Regions from separate parts of the Mus musculus genome. Here region 1 is linked to region 2. The links are chromatin contacts, called in public HiChIP or PLAC-seq maps. All regions are on one chromosome and are shown on one strand. The core of a region is the stretch at or near the end of the contact, and the rest is flanking DNA. Distances in the headings are between cores, read along the strand shown.

The links. HiChIP or PLAC-seq counts read pairs in DNA pulled down with a chosen protein or histone mark.
Region 1: a contact with region 2 is called in a FOXA1 HiChIP or PLAC-seq map of pancreatic cancer cells. The contact joins two enhancer-like sites. A contact is called at or near these places in 1 of 39 promoter capture datasets (pre-B cells), 2 of 115 datasets of contacts at active chromatin or transcription factors (bone marrow-derived macrophages and pancreatic cancer cells) and 1 of 9 other capture datasets (embryonic stem cells).

Annotation. Positions count from the first base shown.
Region 1 is chr15:86,199,783-86,202,482 of GRCm38.p6, reverse strand. No RefSeq gene overlaps it. Among named protein-coding and RNA genes, the nearest start is that of Gm22818, 12 kb to the left of the region's middle. Within about 2 kb of position 1,257, at least 153 of the 459 cell types and tissues checked have an H3K27ac peak or open chromatin away from gene starts, as enhancers often do. A contact at or near this core is called in bone marrow-derived macrophages and pancreatic cancer cells, where this site is marked.
Region 2 is chr15:85,669,802-85,672,501 of GRCm38.p6, reverse strand. No RefSeq gene overlaps it. Among named protein-coding and RNA genes, the nearest start is that of Lncppara, 33 kb to the left of the region's middle. Within about 2 kb of position 1,376, at least 212 of the 459 cell types and tissues checked have an H3K27ac peak or open chromatin away from gene starts, as enhancers often do. A contact at or near this core is called in bone marrow-derived macrophages and pancreatic cancer cells, where this site is marked.

The DNA of each region.
Region 1 (2,700 bases), core at 8-2,507, 530 kb before region 2:
GACACCAGGACTGCTGTTAGGTTCAGACTTCTCAGAGGGTTCCTTCTTTTTCTCCCTTTGCCCAGTCCTCTCTGCATTGACTCCAGGATCCTTTCAACCTGTTGCTGAGACCCCTGGAGCCCCACAGCCCCAGGGTTTCCAACCCCCATTTCCAAGGCTCATTTCTCCAGTTTGTGCTTTCCACCGGATGCTTTCCTGTCCCGAGTGCCAGTTGACTTGATGATGTCTTTCTGGGGCATGTGTAGGATCCCAGAGCTGTCTCTTAGGTGGCCCAAGCTTCATGGGACTCAAGCATATCCTAGTCAGCCTCTCTCTGAGCCTAACCACACCCATCTGTAAAAGAGGGAACCTGCTCCATCTTGCATACCTCATAAGTAAAAATCAAAGAAGCAATAACTGGGGAATTGCCCTGGTGAGATGCAGTCTCCTGACAAGTCCTGGGACTGGACTTTACTTAGCACAAAGGCAACTCAACAAACATCTCTTCCAAGAAGGATTCTGAGAATCTGTAGGACTGAGGGTCCCCAGTACCAGACAGATCCTCCTCAAGTCCGTGAGCGATCCGATGGCACCATGCCAGGCTCAGTCCCACTTCCTTAAGGCACAATGCACGGGTGATTGGTCACAGAGGATTCCTGCCCTGGCCGTCAGCTGCTCCTGCTGTCCTAATTCGGAGACTGTTGGCCCCCATGGGATGGTGGCAGCCTGGCAAAGGGGTCTCTTTCTTTCTCCTTTCTTATTTAACCTTTTTATTGATTCTTTGTGAATGGCATCATGCGCTCCAATTCCACTCATCTCCCCATCCCTTCATATCCACCCTCCGCCCTTGCAACCTCCCCCACAAAAGAAACTAAATTAAAATAGAAAACAAAAACAAAGCAAAAAGAACCCTCCCAACAAACAAAAGTCTCATGGTGGAAGCTATAGCGTGTCACAGCGTGTCACACAGCATATTCTTTTTGTCCACACATCTTTACTTGCAAATGTCCATTACAATGAGTCACTGGTTTGGTTTGAGGCCTCTCGCTTGCTTTGACTAAGCTATCTACACTGCATCCTCACCGGGACTCCTCTAGGATATCCTGTTGTTGCTCTGTGTCATGTAGATCCTGCAGCTTTGGATCTGCCTGACCTGCAGGGGGTCTCTTTCTAATGTCTCCCTATGGCTAGATAGTCAGTGACACACTCGTGTTTACTCCAGGCTATTTCCTTTTCTAAAGAGGAAGGAGGTGGATTTCTTTCTGTACAAGTTTAGGCAGCAAGCCAAGCAAGCTCTGTGCACCTAAAACTTGTCCCTGTGACACAGGCTTGTTGCTCCCAGGACTGTCACAGAATGTACACAACAAACAGTCACAGCCGGTGGGGGAATTCCATTGCTCCACCCTGAACTATCCCCCTTGCAAGTGGGCAAGCTGGAGACTGGAGGCCAGCGAATCATTCAAGGATGTCACGAACTAGCCCTCTGTTGCTAGCCGAGGCTATGGCTGGAGCCCCTCTACTGTGTGTGTGTGTGTGTGTGTGTGTGTGTGTGTGTGTGTGTGTGTGTGTGCATTTACACGTGTGTGCACATGTGGCAGAGGGTATGTATAGAAGGCACAGGTTGATGTCAGGTGTTTGGTGGGTGTGCAGTCAGGTGTGGGGGAAGCGGGTGCCTCATGCCGGCCATGAGCAAGTAGAGAGAGGGGAGGGGAGTGGGGAGAAAGAGGGTAAGGGACAAGAGGACAGAGCAGGAACAAAAAGGCAAGAGAGAGGAGGCAGCAAGCAGCCCCTTTTATAGAGTCAGTCACACCTGGCTGTTGCCAGGTAACCGTGGGGCGGAGCCTAGACAAAATGCCAACATCAGGTACCTACCTCCGTTTCTTTTCACCTTGCTTTTTCTTTTCCTTTCCTTTCCTTTCTTTTCTTTTCTCTTCTTTTCTTTGTTCTTTTCTTTTCTTTTTTCTTTCACTGAACCTGGAACCCAAACCTGATCAAACACCAGGGATGCCCCTGTCACCGCCTCCCCAGCTCTGGAATTACAAGCTCACACCAGCTCACCCAACCTCTTTTGAGTGGGTTCTGGGAGTTGAACGTGAGCCCTCATGCTTCTGTGACTGGCACTGCACCAACTGGAGCTGCCTCCCCAGCACGATGCTTTGTTTTTATTTTAAACAATTCGTTAATCATTCATTTGTTCATTTATTTTTCACAGTGGTGGAGATGAAACCCAGAGCTTGTGACTGCTTTAATGCTGAGCTATGCCCTCCACTCTGCCATCTCTGCCTCTCCACTCCAGCCAGAGTGAGCACCCTCCTCCCTCCAGCAGAGAGAGTGGAGGAGGAGGAGGAAGAGGAGGAGGAGGAGGAAGAGGAGGAGGAGGAGATAATGTGAAGGAACAGATGGGTTAGGGGCTTTCTGAGACTCCCTTTCCGTCCAGGGATGGTTTCTGGGGCTGTGACTGGCCACAGGTCAGAAAGGTACTCCTAAAAGAGACTGATCTCCATTCTGACACGACCAAGAACAGTTAGCTACAGGGTGGCCCAGCAGCCTGGGCTCTGTTCACTGAGAGCCAAGCTTCTGTTTGAATGTGGGAGCACAGTCCAGGCCCCACAATCAGCATGTAGGACCCAGAGAGATCCCCCCTGGATTCCTGTATCCCCTTGTCGTCTGCTTTCAGGGGAAACAGAACCAAACAAGAGAAAAGAAAGGCCAACATCATCT
Region 2 (2,700 bases), core at 127-2,626:
AGTAAAAAGGGTTTAGTAAAACAGGTCAAATTGTTGAGAAAGGACTTAGGCTTCCAAACAACATTTCCAAACACCCCCCCCAACAGATGTTTTCTCTTTTCTATTGTTTAAAATGTCTGCTATAATATTTTATACGCTCGATAAAATCTCTACAAGGCTAGCAGACCCTACACCTGAGATCAGAAACTGTGTTTCACAAATCCCAAGTTCCGGATGGAGGACAGTGTGGTGTTCTCTGCAAGCTGCCTGGCTTTGGGTTCGAGAGCAACCTACCTGGAATGTGTCCCCGACTCTGAAAGATCCCTGCAGTAGGACCCCTCTTAGAAATCTGCCCATTAAATATTTAAATGCTAAGGAGCTAAAGTGAAAAAGGCTCTTACCTCTCCAACCTTGATCATGCCCGCGGCGCACACGTCCACCGCCCTGCCAGACCACGTCTTGGCCGCCGCTAGCGCTGCGCTGGCATGCCCGCGGCCGCTGGCTGGAGTCCGGGGTGACTTGCGTTGGGCTCCTGGGCGCGCAGAAACAGCCGAGGGCAGTGCGGAGCCGCTCCCGCAACTCTTCGCAGGGTGGGACGGCCTCTGGCCAGCTTACGGCGAGGCCCCAAACCCGGGACCCACCGCTCTCCGGGCTTCTGCAGTCTTACATCCAACGACCCACCACGCAAGAGTGGCCCGAAGGATCGAGTCACGCGTCCACGGCTGGCGCCACTGGAGACCTTTGTCCCGGACGCCAACGAGAGTGTGCGGGCCCGCGTGCGCCCACGCCCTGCCGCGGAGGACCGGGCCGGCGTGCTCCGTGACTTTCTCCAAGTTCACGTGCATCCCGGAGCGGCCAGGCGGGCGCAGCGGGCCCGGACGCTCAGAGCCTGGCCGTCGGGCGGGCTCGGGACCCAGCGGCCCAGGGCGCGAGCGTGGCCACGGTGAGAGCCACCGGGGGCGGCCGGAGGGCACCGGGACGGAGCGGGCCACTCGTCTGGCGCTGCCCGGGCTCCGAATGCAGCGGTGGCTTGGCACAGACGCGCCGCGCGCCCGGTGCATGCTAATGGCCGGCGGGCGCGCCATGAATTATTCAGCAGCGGCGCGGAGAGGACGAGCGCGGCTCGGAGGGCGGCCTGGGCCGCGCGTCCCCCGCCGCTGCAGAGCGGCCGCACCGACTTCCCAAACTTTCCCCGGCCCGCACCGAGGATGCGGCCCCCGCGGCGCCGCGGTCCCCGCCCGAGCGCGCTGGCCGCGCTTCCCCCGTTGCCGCCTATTTTATGTCTTTTGTCTCGGAGTTGGCACCTGTCCCAGAGAGCGCGTTTCCCTGCCCACCCCTTCGCCGCCGGATCGGGGCGGGGGAGGGGGCACGGGGGACCGGGGAGGAGGGGACGAGGGAAGCGAGGCGCCCGCGCGCCCTGCGTCCTGGGGAGACCGCCCGGGGGCGGTGGCGGCGGCCGTGCCCGAGCACCCGGGCACCCCTGCTCCGCGGGGAGGTCAGGGTTGCGAACGCGCCCGGAATACCAACGAGGCCGCTGTGCCCGCTGCGGGCCCGTGCGTCCGGGCGCCGCCCCTCCCGGGCGGCCCCCACCCAGACGGGCGCGCTTGGGCTGGGAGGGCGGCGGGAGCTGCGGATTCGCCGCCCCGGCCCCGCGCCTGGCCCCGCAGCTCCGCGTGCGCGCCCCCGCAGGCACGCCGCCCCGGGCGCTCCCCGCTTGCGCGCGCCCGCCCCGCGGCCCCGCCCGTCGCCTTCGCGCGCCCACCCCACTGGGCACCGCACCGCGGAGACCCACCGGTAGAGCCCCGGGGCCAACGCAGCGGGGAGGGCTGAGCAGGAGCGCGTCCCCTGCCCGCGCTGCCCGCGCCACCCGCGCCGCCTTGGCACGGAGGCGGCTGCCCGGGCGCGCTCCGCGGCTGCGCTCCAAGGCTCTGGCTGCCATGATTGCGGGCAGTACCGGGACGCGCGTGCACGCTCGGGGCCGATTGGGACCCTCGGTCTACAGGATCCCCCTCTGCCCGCCCGCAGCCTGGTACGCGCAGAGGACAGCCGCCAGGGTCACGGAGCTCTAGATAGCGTACTGAGACAACGTTGTGGGCCCGATAGTGGCAGTGGCTTCCCGCAGGAAGGGCGCGCGCATGGGCGACCCAGCCAGTCCAACGGAGCAAGGGGCGCGGTGCCCAGCGGGGTACGGCAGGGAGAGCACACAACCTCTCGAATGGGTATGGGAAGTAATGCACAGAACTGAGCATGCAAAGGGGCCGTGCAAGGTGCCTGGGAAGGCATGGGATTCGCGGAGGCATGTTGCCCAGAGCTGGTGCCCACCTCCAGGCTCGCTCCTTTCCCGCTGGAAACAACTTCCTGCTATTAGGACTGGGGCACGGGAGCTGCGAGGGTAGTTCAAGGCCATGGCTTTGCTCTCAGCCCTTCAGCGACACTGCTGGCTCCAGGCCACCCCGGGCCCCTAAAAGGGGGAATGGGACGGCTGGGCTCCAGGACCTGGTTATTGGTTAGAATGCCAAGGAGGCCGCAGCGTCTTTCAGATCGCTTCACTGGCGCGCACAAGCGTTTTCCAAACACAGGCCAGCCTGGGCCTCAGGCTCTCAGAGACACATGTGAACACAGGGTCCCTAGACTTGGATTCCCTCCTCCTGTCCAGACATGCTCTGGATCACAGCCACTTGGACCTGGCTGGTTCTGGAGGTGTATGATAGCCCGTTGACG